Linked DNA regions of Mus musculus: region 2 is linked to region 1. The links are chromatin contacts, called in public promoter capture Hi-C maps. All regions are on one chromosome and are shown on one strand. The core of a region is the stretch at or near the end of the contact, and the rest is flanking DNA. Distances in the headings are between cores, read along the strand shown. Region 1 holds the start of Znrd2 (zinc ribbon domain containing 2). Region 2 holds the start of Pygm (muscle glycogen phosphorylase).

Region 1 (6,672 bases), core at 1,047-3,546:
ATGAGCATCTACTTAACTGATACACAACTCCTGGGTAATGTAAAACACTGTTGTCTATAGCCGAAAGTTGTTGGAAGGGCTCTGCTACTGACATTCTCTGCTTCACACTGCGAAAGTGTATGACTCAGATACTATACTGTGCCATTTTTCTTTGTTCTCACAGATACCCACCTACCTCTGCCTCCTGAGTAATGGGATTAAAGACACGTGCCACTATGTCTAGCTATGTTTATTTTTATGTTTGTGTATGTTTTGCTGCATGCAAGCCTGTGCACTATGTGCATGTCTGACGCCCTTAGAGGTCAGAAGAGGGTGTGTGATCCCTGGAACTGCAGTTCTGCATCGTGTGAGGCATCATGTGGAATGTGGGCACCGAACCCATGTCCTCAAGAGCCATTAGTGCTGTTAAGAACTGAGCCATTGGGGGCTGGCGAGATGGCTCAGTGGCTAAAAGTGCCGTTTGCTCTTTCGAAGGTCCCGAGTTCAAATCCCAGCAACCACATGCTGGCTCACAACCATCCTTAACGAAATCTGATGCCCTCTTCTGGAGTATCTGAGGACAGCTACAGTGTACTTACATATAATAAATAAATAAATCTTAAAAAAAAAAAAAAGACGTGGGCTGGTGAGATGGCTCAGCGGGTAAGAGCACCTGACTGCTCTTCCAAAGGTCCGGAGTTCAAATCCCAGCAACCACATGTTGGCTCACAACCATCTGTAACAAGATCTGACGTCCTCTTCTGGAATGTCTGAAGACAAGTACAGTGTACTTACATATAATAAATAAATTTAAAAAAAAAAAAAAAGAGCGCAGACTGCTCTTCCTAAGGTCCTGAGTTCAAGTCCCAGCAACCACATGGTGGCTCACAACCACACGTAATGAGATCTGATTCCCTCTTCTGGAGTGTCTGAAGACAGCTACAGTGTACTTACATATAATAAATAAATAAATATTTTTAAAAAAGAACTGAGCCATCTTTCTACCCCCTTCTTCCTCCTCCTCCTCCTCTTATTTATTTTATGCATGTGAGTATATGGTAGCTATTTCCAGACACCCCAGAAAAGGGTGTCTTAGCCCTTTTACAGATGGTTGTGAGCCACCATGTGGTTGCTGGGAATTAAACTCAGGAGCTCTGGAAGAGCAGCCAGGGCTCTTAACCGATGAGCCATCTCTCCAGCCCTTGGTCTTTTAATTACTTGGTGCTCTTGCAAAGAACCCAGGATTATGAGGAGCACTGGTCCTTGATTTGTAACCCACTCGAGTATAAGCCATTTTCACCAGCAGGCCCTACAGTCCTCTGAGAGGAGAGAATGCCTCCGTAAGATCTGGTGGGCTCTCCTGTAGAGCACTTTCTAACCAGTGATCAGTGGGGGAGGGTCAAGCCCATTGTAGGTGGGGTCATCCTTGGGCTGCTGCTCTTGGGTTCTGTAACAAAGCAGGCTGAGCAAGCCATGAGGAGCAAGCCAGTAAGCAGCACTCCTCCATGGCCTCCAGCTTCCTGCCCTGCTTGAGTTCCTGCTTTTGATGAACATGTTATATGGAACCATGAGTGAAACAAACCTTTTCTTTTCTTTTCTTTTCTTTTTTTTTGGCTTTTCGAGACAGGGTTTCTCTGTGTAGCCCTGGCTGTCCTGGAACTCGCTCTGTAGACCAGGCTGGCCTCGAACTCAGAAATTCGCCTGCTTCTGCCTCCCAAGTGCTGGGATTAAAGGCATGAGCCACCATGCCCGGCGAAACAAACCTTTTCCTCCCCAAGTTATTTTTGGTCATGGTGTTAATCCCAGCTATACTAGTCCTAACTAAGACAGCAGGCTTACATCAGTTCTAGGCATTGGTAGAAGGTGGACAGAGGACACCCAACACGCAAACAGGGAGGAGTGTTGAAATAGGCAGAAAACGACCTCAGTGTAGCTAGCCTAGTTTGAAAGATTTAGAGAACTTTTTATTGCAGTGACTGTTGGGCAGATGTCATGGTCCTGCCCATCTCCTGCTTCCCCTGTGTGGAAAGACAACCCTGAGGGAATCGGGTATTTCACAGACCTAAGGGCCACTTTATCTGAGGCAAGTAGAAATGGAGACTCTGAAAAGCCACACCCGAGTACTGAAGCGTTACCAGGGAGACGGTGGTACCCAACCATAGCTCTGGCCACCAGCCGAGCCCGTAGGTCAGGGTCAAATGTGCAGCAGACACGCCCCCCCTTTGACTAAAGCGCCAGGAAGACCGTGTAAGCGTCACTTCCGCCCTCAGCTACCACATGTGGGAGGCGGGGCCGTAGTGGGGGCGCATCTTATTTGGATCACTTCCGGTGAGCCCAGCAGTGACCACGGCAACATGGCCTTGAACGGTGCAGGTATGCGCTTGGGATGTTTGGGCAGTGGCCGTGGGGTGCGGGAGGCAGCTCTCTCTATCTCCTGTGCCTGTTTTCTCTAGATGTCGACGATTTCACCTGGGAGCCTCCGACTGAAGCTGAGACGAAGGTGCTGCAGGCGCGACGGGAGCGGCAGGATCGCATCTCCCGTCTGATGGGGGACTACCTGCTCCGTGGTTACCGCATGCTGGGCGACACGTGCGCCGACTGCGGGGTGAGGCGAGTGATGAGGCCGAGGCCGCGGACCGGGCCGCACGACCTTTCCTCAGCTCCCTCTTCTGTGAACCCTGTCTCTCCGGCTCACCTATGTCCATGTACTTTCTGGTCCCCAGACGATCCTCCTGCAAGATAAACAGCGGAAAATCTACTGTGTGGCTTGTCAGGAGCTCGACTCAGACGTGGATAAAGATAACCCGGGTGAGGGTCCGAGTGTGCACTGTGGGGAGAAGAGAGTGGCGATAGCTACAGAGGAACTGTGAGCCTGGGAGGTGACAGTGGAAACTCCTGCGTGCTGTGGCATTAAGGTGCCTTCTCGTTTCCGCCCTAGAGAGGTGTTTCATTCAAGAAAGACCATCAGCCTTTTGTTTCTGACACCGTGGGGAGAGTCCTAGCAAAATAGTCATCCTACGTTGTAGAGTGCACGTGCAACCCTGGGTGCTTGTGCATGTTGGACAGGCATTTTACCACTGAAGGGCGGGCATCCCAGTTTACAGGAATAGACTTGATGCATAGATGAGGCCAGGCCATCTGTCAAGCAACTGGACCTCAAGTGTAAATCAGTGGGGCAGTGTTTGGCAAGCATGTGTAAGGAGAAAGAAGAGTAGAGATGAGATGGGATTGGCTTAGGCAGAAAACACCAGCAGCTCAGGGACATCAGTAAAGAGCACATGACTCGGGAGAGGCGGACGGGGCACCCTCACTCTTCCACCACTTTTCTTGTTCTAGCACTGAATGCACAGGCGGCGCTCTCTCAAGCTCGGGAACACCAGCTGGCCTCATCTACAGAGCCTGCCTCGAGCTCTCGGCCCCCATCCCAGCCACCAGTACCCCGTCCAGAGCACTGTGAAGGCGCAGCAGCCGGGCTCAAGGCAGCCCAGGCGCCTCCTCTTCCGGCTGCACCTCCAAATACGGACGCGGTGGCTTCCACACAGACGGCCCTCCTGCAGAAGCTAACCTGGGCGTCAGTCGAGCTGGGCTCTAGCACCTCCTTGGAGACTAGTATCCAGCTCTGTGGGCTTATCCGGGCTTGCGCCGAGGCCCTAGGCAGCCTGAAACAGCTGGATCACTGAGACCTCTATCCTGATCCCTGTTCCCCTGAGAAAAACCCTCCAGAAAAACAGTTTTTCCTCCGCGTGGTTTGTTCTTTCTTGGTTCTGAGTGTGCATGTGAGCCCCAGTTCTCCTCGATGGTTTTCCTTGCTTTTGGCATCTCACCTTTCCATGGTCTTTTCTACCTGAATGGTGAAGTTCTGCATTCAGGACAAGAAGTAAATGGCAGAGGGATAAGTGACACCTTATTCCAAGGACTGACCTCAGTCTTCCCAAAGGCTGGGCCACTAATCATTGTCTCTGACCCAGTACCCCCTTTCCTCCACTTGAGTGCCATTTGAAGTTTCAGTCCCTTTGGTGGCTTCCTTTCCTTCCTTTAACCATCCTGACTCTACCATCTTTCTCCATCTTCTGGCTGCTAGGATGTTGACAAATTGTGGGGAGGGGCAGTGATGCACTGTAAGAGTCAGGCACAGTCTTACCTTCCTACCCCAGACTCGGGCCTCCCACATCCCCGTGCTTTTAGAATCCTTCCCTTGGGAGAGGACACATTGTATAGGAATGAGGCAGCAAAAGGTCGCCAAAAAACCGTTTCTGACCCTTTCGGCCTCCCCTGTCCCATCCAGTTCTTTGATGGGTTTTTCGCTCCAGGGTCATCGCCGCGTTAAGAGAGGCCCCGCCCATGCAGGGGGGTGGAGCATAGGCGGAGTCCTAGGAGTCGGGGACGGAACAAAGCACGGCCTGCGGGCGGTGGCTGAGATCTCTCCGGAGACCGGGCCACGGAGAGCTGGTTCTCTGGGCAACAGCCCGCTGAAAACGTAAGAGGGGTCCAGGCGGCATCGTGGTCCACGCCTGCCTGGCTATGAACGGGCTGCCCGCGACTGAGGCGCCGGGCGGCGCGGGCTGCGCTCTGGCCGGGCTCCCGCCGCTACCGCGCGGCCTCAGCGGCCTTCTTAACGCTAGTGGGGGCTCGTGGAGGGAGCTGGAGCGTGTCTACAGCCAACGGAGCCGCATCCACGACGAACTGAGTCGTGCCGCCCGCGCCCCGGATGGTCCTCGCCATGCCGCTGGATCTGCTAACTCAGGTTCTGCAGCGGGCCCGCGCCGCCCGGTTAACCTCGACTCTGCACTAGCCGCGCTGCGCAAGGAGATGGTGAGTAGGTGGGCGCCTCGCCAGGGTAGTAGCTCTGAAGAGGGCAGAAATAAGTCTGGGATCCGCTTCCTCATCTCAGGTCCAGCAGGAAGCATCTGGTCACGGGGCTTTAGGACAGCACTGATAGTAATGTGTAGCAATTGTTGCATTTTTAAAAACTTGCCTGATTTCATCTTGCTGGACAATGTTACCCCATTGTATAAATGAGGGCCAAGGACTGGCTGGAAGGTTTCACAGTTGGCAAGTACCATCTGTTCTCAGAACTTTCACTTAAAGGTGCAGGAAGATTGGATAGGGTTGTCGTCCACGGTGGGAATTCTGGGGGTGGCCCGGACCCCCAACTCCAGCCCACTGTCAGTTGTCTGTAGGTGGGGCTGCGACAGCTGGATATGTCCCTGTTGTGCCAGCTGTGGGGCCTGTACGAGTCGATCCAGGACTACAAGCATCTGTGCCAAGACCTGAGCTTGTGCCAGGACCTGTCATCCTCTCTGCACTCGGACAGCTCCTACCCACCTGATGCCGGCCTGTCTGATGACGAGGAGCCTCCTGATGCCAGCCTGCCCCCAGACCCTCCACCCCTCACCGTACCCCAGACTCACAATGCCCGTGACCAGTGGTTGCAGGATGCTTTCCAAATCAGCCTTTGAAAGCTGAGGTGGATAGGAACGCACCCATACAAAAGGCTCAAAACTTGCCCTTCAGCAAGTCCTTAGTCTACAGTGCCTGCTCTTTTACCGGTACCACCTCACCTCACTTCAGGAGGGCAAGGCATTATACCCATCAGGCAAAGCGGTCAAGATTGCAGCCTGTGCCCAGTGTCCTGGGCTTCCACTTCTCCCACATGTGTGCACCCTAGCTTGGCCAGCCCTTAGTCTGACTGTGGGGCCCAAAGCGTCTTGCACTCCCGTTTGCATCTCTGGGACTGGGATGAGTGCCTAGCTCTCATCTCTTTTTCGTCTTTTGCTGCCTCTTGCAGCTGCTGGCTCAGCGGCATCCCTACCAGTGGCCCCAGGGGTTCATTGCCTGGGACAAGGGCTCCAGAACCCACCTCTGTAGCCACCCACGACCAGAAAGGCTAAGGTCTTTATGCTGGATATTTAAGTTTAGCGGCCAGTTCCTGGGCGGGAAAATAAATAATTTCAGCATTGTATTGTGATTGCCTGGTTAATTGGTACTGGGTTGGGGAATAGTTTTCTGGCAAGTGTAGTCTACGTTCTGCCGGCAGGTGGCGCCCAAGACCCCCTAGCGAAAGGCTTAATGGGCGTGAGATGCGAATCTTCCCTCTTGCGGGCAAGGTTGGAAGCTGGCCCTGCAGCAATATGAAAGCGGTCAAGTCTTTTCCCCTTGGGCTCTACGTTTTCGAACCCAGCATGCCCTTCCGCCTTGCTTTGAGCCTTTTGGGAAGGAAGGAGCCGCCCATCTTGAGGAGAGAAACTTTCCACCTCCCGTGCTGGGAGGAGTTGGCACAGGAAATGGGTGGGCCGGAGCTGCCTGACCCAGGGGCCCATCCCCATGAATAGGGAAAGGTCCAAGAAGAGTCTTAGAGTTGGTGCCCCGTGAGCTGTAGGGATTGCTGGGAAGGAGGGGTGTGGAGGCCGAAAGGAGTAAACAAGTTTCAGTTTGTAGACAAGCCTTGGAAGGGAGGGAGATGGCAGCCGGGCTCAGAGCATCGTTTCGCCTGGCTCAGGCCCCTGTGCTGCAGTCTCAGAGCACCCAGCCTACCCCGAGACAGCACGAAGGACCTGTAGGGTTGCACATAAACTGCTTCCGTAGAGAGGAAGCAGAGGACCACAGCGATATGATAGACAAAACTGGGTGTTCAGCCCACAGGAATAAGCCTGCACATTCTCAAAGTTGCACCCAAGCATCCTCATCCCCACC
Region 2 (6,462 bases), core at 3,783-6,282, 650 kb before region 1:
GAGGTCGGGACAGATGATCTCCACACATTCGCTCTGCAGCGAATGGCACCCCCAGGGCCCAACTGGGTTTCAGCGAGCCCTCTGGTCCACAGTCCTTGTTCAGCCCACTGCTGACCTTCCTCCTCACACTATGAAGGAGACCCTGGGACAGAATGGCTCCTGTAGGGGTGAGGTGGCCGATACCCACCTTGTCCCAGTCCAGTCGTTCCAGGTCCACCAGAATCCTCATCAGCTCTGGGATGGCCAAAGAGGGGTGGGTGTCATTGAGCTGGATGGCCACCTGCAGGGGAAGAGTGGCAGTCAGGATGGCTTCCAGACCAAGGACTATTGTGAATGCCCCTTCAGAGTCCCCAAAAGGCCAGACTAAGTTTTGTGGCTGGGCTGGGAGCAGGCATGGTGGTGGCTGGAGCGGTGTCCCTGGTGCCTGAAGATCCTGAGCTGAGCAAGCCATCTCCCCCATACACTCCCAGCCTCCACTCATCTGTGAAGTGCGGCTGGAAGGAGGAGGCCACGGGACTCTAGAGAGAGGGAGACAGAGGCCTTCAGGCCAGCAGGCTACCTTATCAGGGAAGGCATCGAAGTTTGTGCGCACAGGATCACGGCTGCCAAACTTGGAGGACTTGAAACGTCGGATGATGTCCTGGAGGGTGGCAGCCACCACAAAGTACTCCTGCTTCAGCCGCAGCTCCTTCCCTTCAAAGAACTAAGGTGCAAGACAGAGTGCAGTTGAGATGGCAGGGGGTGGGCCCTAAAAGACTGTGAGTGTGACCAGGAGAGCCCCTACCGCACAATGTCCCAGAGCCCTAAACCGCCCCCACCTTCTGGACCCAGGGGTCTTTGCCCCACCAAATAACTACAGCAGATGATATCAGAAAGACACAGATGAGTGAGGTGTCCTGTGAGTGTCCCCCAGGAATACAGTTCTCAGGAAATGTCATATCCCAGCCCCTCCCTCAGGACTCAAAGGACTTGATAGGACAGACACACAGGGATAGTAATAAAGGTCTAGGACAGTTGCAAAGGTCCCCTAGCTCCCCTGTCCCTCCCCAGGGATTTGGGCTTCCAGTCTCCAGTCTGAAGGGCAACGCACATTATCATTGGGGTACAAAACACGCGAGATGTTCTCGGCCAGGTTTCGGTCCAGCACAGCCTGGATGTAGCCGCCAACATTGACTGAGGGACAAAGTGGGTCAGGATGAGGCTGGGGCTGGGCATGGGCCAAGCAGGGGTAACAAGGGCTGCCAGCTACCAGCAGAGGGACTCACAGTCCTTGAGGTTGAAGTCGTTAGGTGCCTTGGCCGACCAGAGGCGCATGGTGTTGACGACGTTGTTCCGATAGCCGGGCACAGGAGTGTCATAGGGCATAGCCAGCACTACCTACAGGGGGTACCCAAGTCAGAAGCTGCCAGGGTCCAGCCCTGAGCAGGGCCTGAGGCTGGTTTGTGGGGCCTCTCCCACCAAGAGCTGAAGTTCAAATAGCTGTCACTGAACTCTGCCAGTGCCCAAGAGAGACTACAGTTCCTCCTGTGAGGCTTACTAGCTGGGTTCCCAGAAGCCCTGTCACTGGAGAAGCTACGACCAGAGGATCACAAGTTCAAGGCTTGCGTAAGTTACCGGGTGAGTTCAAGACCAGTCTGGGCAACGTAGCGAGGCCCTTGTCAAGTAAAAAATAAAAAGGGGCTGAGGATATAGCTCAATGGTACATTACTTGCCAAACAGGTGCAAGGACCTCTCAGTCCCCAGCGCTGCAGTAATTACGTAAGTCTCTCCTGCATCCCACGGGAAATCCCAACACCTGCCTACTCTGACTGTCATGAGGATTATGGGACAGGAGAGAGTGACAAATGCAGAAGCCAAAGCATGCTTCTGTCAGTGGCTGCTCCACAGCCCGGCCTGATCAAATGAGACCACACTGGACTCAGGAGAGGGCTGGAGGATCTCGGGTTCAGGATGAAGATTACGCAGGGGTCAACTCTATCCAGAGGTTTACATCTAGGTAGCCACTGGGCTAGTTAGCAGTAACCAGTGCCAGCCAGCCCCACCTCCCATGATCTATAAGTACCAATTTGCTACAGAACTGCCAGCTTCCACAGTGCCAGTGGCACCTCCAGAGTAGTCTCTATATGGGGCCTCAGCTTGCCTCCCAGACACCAAGTGATACCCTTGATGGGGCAGAGGGGAATGCAGGTGAGAGAGACAGAGGGACTATCTGAACAGACAGCAGGTGGAAAGCTAGAGGGAGTCAGGTCTGCAACTTTCCAGCCAGAGCTAACTGTGCCAGGCTGTCTGAGGCACCTGGCATGTCCAACAGCAGCAGCCCTGACTGGGCCCAGGTCTAAATCAAAGAGCTACAAACACCATTGCCGAAGGGCTAGGGGTCTCCATGCAGCCCTGGAGGAGACTGATAACTGCAGCCACACGTAGGAGGGAGTCACGGACTGGGGCATCCAGGTGGCCTTTCAGACTCTCTCAACTTGCTGTGTGGCTGTGAGTATGCCAGTGCCCAGTGCCACCCAAGAGGCCCCGTTTTCTTTCCTGCCTCTCTCGGGGCTGCTGCCTTCATCAGATCCCCGGCACAGATATGCAGAGATGACTACCATCACTACCATCACACTGTGCTGTCGTGTGTCGAGAAAAGGGGCGTCAGGGTGGAGTGCAGCTGGAGGAGGGACATTTCATTCCTCCTTCCAGGGGTTGAACTTTGCCTGCTGTCCTGGATGACCCTGGCTGGCATCTCCCTGCTCTGACTGTGTGACTCCAGTAACTCCCCTGACCTTTCTGAGCCTCAGTGGCCTCCTTTGTAAAGTAGCAGGGGGTTCAGTTCCCTTCTGCCTCTTCCCCGTGTCATTTTCTCAGGCAGCTCCTCTTCCTTCCTGCCTCTCACCGAGTCCACCCTCTCCCCCACCAAGAACCTGTGGCCATGTTCATCCTTACCTGTGTGTCCACCCACTTGGCACCCTGGCTGGTGTGCTCCACTCGGCCATAGAAGTGCACAGGCAGCGTGAACTCTGGGCGGGCCTTCTCCCAGGGGTTGCCATAGCGAAGCCAGTCATCAGCTTCTTCCATCTAGAGGAGTGGGGGAGGACGTAGGTGACAGGAGCTCCAGGTACTCACGTACTGTGAGTAGTGGGCCACCCAGCAGGACACAGTGTGTTCACGGGACCACAGGGGTCCCCAGGCTTTGAAGCAGAAGGAAAGGATGTTCATCTGGGGAGCTGGGGTGGCTTCTGGACCCATCCAGAGATATATGACTGAATGGAGAACCTCTCTATTGTGACTAAGCACCACAAGGTTGGGGTCTGGGTGGCTTACCTGCCAGCCCCCACAGATCTTCTGATTAAAAATCCCAAACTCATAGCGGATCCCATAGCCATAGGCAGCGAGCCCCAGGGTGGCCATGGAGTCCAAAAAGCAAGCTAGGCGTAGAGAGGAGTGAGTATCAGGGATCCAGCGTGAGAAACTCCCCTGCCCCACCCCCACAAGCTATGGACTCACCTGCCAGGCGTCCCAGGCCCCCATTGCCCAACCCTGCATCCTCCTCGATCTCCTCCAACTCCTCCATGTCCAAGCCCAGCTAAGGGAAGGGGAGGCAGCCGTCAGGCCCAAGTGCCAGCATAAGACACCCCCCACCCAACCTTAAGTGCTTCCCCCACCTGGTAAGTGGCCTCATCACAGGCGTTCTCCAAGGCCAGGTTCACCATGGTGTTCTGCAGTGTCCGGCCCATGTAGAACTCCAAAGACAGGTAGTAGATCCTCTGCCCAGAGACAGGCAACGGGGAAGAGGGGTCAGGGCCACCCCACTGACATTCAGGCAGGAACAGCTGGGCCTGCACCTCTCACCCTCCTGCCCTACCGCCAGGCCCCAGAATGTCTCGTCTCTGTCAGCAGTTCTTGTCTGCCTGCTCAGAGTGGCTATTTCAGACTTTGGGGCCCAACAGAGGTGTTGGTCCCTGTGTTCCTTTGAAATGCCTTTCCATCTGGCTTGGTTTCTCTTCTAGAGAGTAAGGCTAGCCAGGCCTATCTCAGGGGTTAAGGTGCTTGTGAGAAGTGGGGACCCCTTTTGAGGTATTGAGAAGCAGCTTTGAGTGTTCCCCGAGAAGACCTTGCCAAGGCCCGGAGGAAAAAGTCATTTTCAAGGTCGCACAGTGACTCAGGGCTGGAACTGCCTTCTGTCCATGCAATGCTGCTCCCCCTCGTCCCTAAGCCTCAGTCCGGACACGAGCAGAAGCATGAAGATGCTGAAGGCACGGCCTTCCCATTTCCTGGGGCCCTCCCTGGCCCTCCCCGATCCTGGTTGTGGGGTTAAGTTCCTGACATTTACCAGTGACCCTGCCAGATACTTGATACCCACGACGCCAGCTGCCCCAGCTTTGCCCTGCCTGTGGCACAAGCAGACTGTACCGTGCACACATCTGATGACATGTCCTTCCATGCCAGGTCCAAATCAGGCCACAGGGGTATACATTTCCTGCCTACCAGCAGCCCCTCCAACCCTATCTAGCACGTGTAGCCTACCCCGAGCACCCTTGGGTCTCCCTCCTCAGTGTTCTGTCTAGCACCCTTAGATCCTGCAATCCCAAACTCCTAAAACAGCAAATGATTTTTCTGTAGAAAACTTGGGCCTCAGAAAGGAGCTGCCACATGCCTGAGATGTCTCAACTCTCTGCCAGGCCCAACTCCCTGCTAATTCCCACCCAGGGTGTCCCCTCCTGTAGCACCTTGGGGTCCTTTTCGTAGTAATGCTGCTGTGTGCGGATCCAGCGTCCCACGAGGTGGTCCCGGACAGTGTGGGCCAGTGCAAAATAGTAATCTCTCGGAGTAGCCACATTGCGATCCTTGACCAAGGTGAAATGCAGGTGGCGGTTGAAGTTCTTTTTTAGCTCCGACACATTTTCCACTCCGGCTAAGCCACGAACGCTGATTTGCTTTCTCTTATCCTGGTCTGAAAGAGGCCTGGACATGGCTGTGAGAGGGTGGGCCGAACTGGACAGATGATGGCCTCCTAGCTGCCTCCAACCAGGGAGTGGAGCTGCCCAGCTGTGAGGGGATTTAAAGCCTGGCTCAGGGCAGCATGCCACGCCTCCCCGGACGTGGGAGGGTCTTGGCCGTGAAGCTCAGGGAGCTATTTTGGGGGGAAGCAGAGAGGAGAGGAGGGAGGAACAAGCTCTCCACAGCCCAGAGAGGGGTGTGTTCACAGCTGACCCACTTCTTCCAGGTTTCCTAAGCCTTCTGGTCTTATCCACTGGCCCTTGGCTTTTGAAAGACTGGAACAGGGGGACCAATTTGGAAGGCCTGAGGCTTGCCTAACGCATTCTGGTTGAGACTTTGTCTAAGACATTATCCAATCTGGGACCTTTCTTGAGCTACAGATAAAAGGTGGGACTGGATTGGAGATCCTCTTTAGAGAGGCCAAAGGGCTGTCACAAATACAGGACACTTTCTCCTTTCCTCCGAGCAGCAGGGTTTGTGTGTGACATCTGCTTAGAGTACCACCAGTGGGGCATGACGAAGTGGCTATTAAGCTGGTCACAGCCACTTCTCACTGGGACATGGCTGCACTGAGACTTGGAGGTTGTGAGCATGGACAGCAGAGCCATAAGCTGAGTCTGTGTCCTAAACAGAGGCACTGCTAATACAGAAGAGGCTGGCAGCCGTGGAGGGAGACCAAGCCCCTGGGTTGCAGGGAGCACTGTGGGGAAGGAGAGATGTCTGGGGTGGGGGGAGAGCCACTGCTTTCACCCCACCCCCACCAACGCCTGGTGCTTCTGAGCTTCCCCCTGTCAGCTGTCCTTCAAGGAGCTCTGAAGTGACCTTTTCCAGAGGGGATGGTTGGTCGGGTTACAGGACAGCTTTGGCTGAGGCTGCAGCCTGAAGCAGGGGCTACTGGGAACTATAGTCCTGTGGTCTGCGGGGTGTGTGTGTGTGTGTTTGTGTGTGTGCGTGTGTGCCTCTGTGTGTGTGTGCCTCTGTGTGTGTGTGTGTGAAAGACAACAATCCCCAGGAGTTCATGACATGGGATAAATGGGGGTGTCACCAGCCCGGAATGCTACTTAGGAAGCTGATACAGTAGGACCATAAGTTCAAGTCTTCTATTTTTAGTTTTCATTTTGTTTATGTATGGTGTTTCAAGACAGAGTTTCTCTGTGTTGCCTTGGCTGTCCTGAAACTTGCTCTGTAGACCAGATTGGCTGCCAACTCAGAGATCTACCTGCCTCTGCCTCTCAGGTACTGGATTAAAGGTGTGCGCCATAATAGAGGGCTGAGACAATGCACTCAATTTCTACCATCACAAAACCCAACCAACTAACCAACTCCTGGATAATAGCGGGAGGCGACTAGAGGCTCTCTCTCCTGTTCTCACGCAGGCTCTACAGTGGGCAGGTATTTTGTGTTAGCTCTGTGACTTCAAGGAGCCTTGTCTGTCACTTTTCTCCACTCACCCACCGGTACTAGGCTCTCCCT

What was found. Capture Hi-C pulls out chosen DNA fragments and counts their contacts.
Region 2: a promoter capture Hi-C map of liver shows a contact between it and region 1, with 2.9 times the contacts expected there. A contact is called at or near these places in 4 of 39 promoter capture datasets (embryonic stem cells, liver and pre-B cells), 1 of 484 Hi-C or Micro-C datasets (CD4 T cells) and 1 of 9 other capture datasets (liver).

What each region holds. Positions count from the first base shown.
Region 1 is chr19:5,727,356-5,734,027 of GRCm38.p6, reverse strand. Znrd2 (zinc ribbon domain containing 2) reads left to right here and starts at 2,296. Exons shown (of 4, transcript NM_020491.5): 1 at 2,296-2,352; 2 at 2,433-2,584; 3 at 2,703-2,787; 4 at 3,316-3,722. The coding sequence starts at 2,334. The coding sequence ends at 3,659. It overlaps Fam89b (family with sequence similarity 89, member B), which reads left to right and starts at 4,362. Exons shown (of 2, transcript NM_181452.2): 1 at 4,362-4,791; 2 at 5,160-5,941. The coding sequence starts at 4,501. The coding sequence ends at 5,438.
Region 2 is chr19:6,382,978-6,389,439 of GRCm38.p6, reverse strand. It overlaps Pygm (muscle glycogen phosphorylase), which reads right to left and starts at 5,032. Exons shown (of 20, transcript NM_011224.2): 1 at 4,719-5,032; 2 at 3,654-3,755; 3 at 3,496-3,574; 4 at 3,313-3,416; 5 at 2,935-3,066; 6 at 1,266-1,377; 7 at 1,091-1,173; 8 at 560-703; 9 at 188-280. The coding sequence starts at 4,961.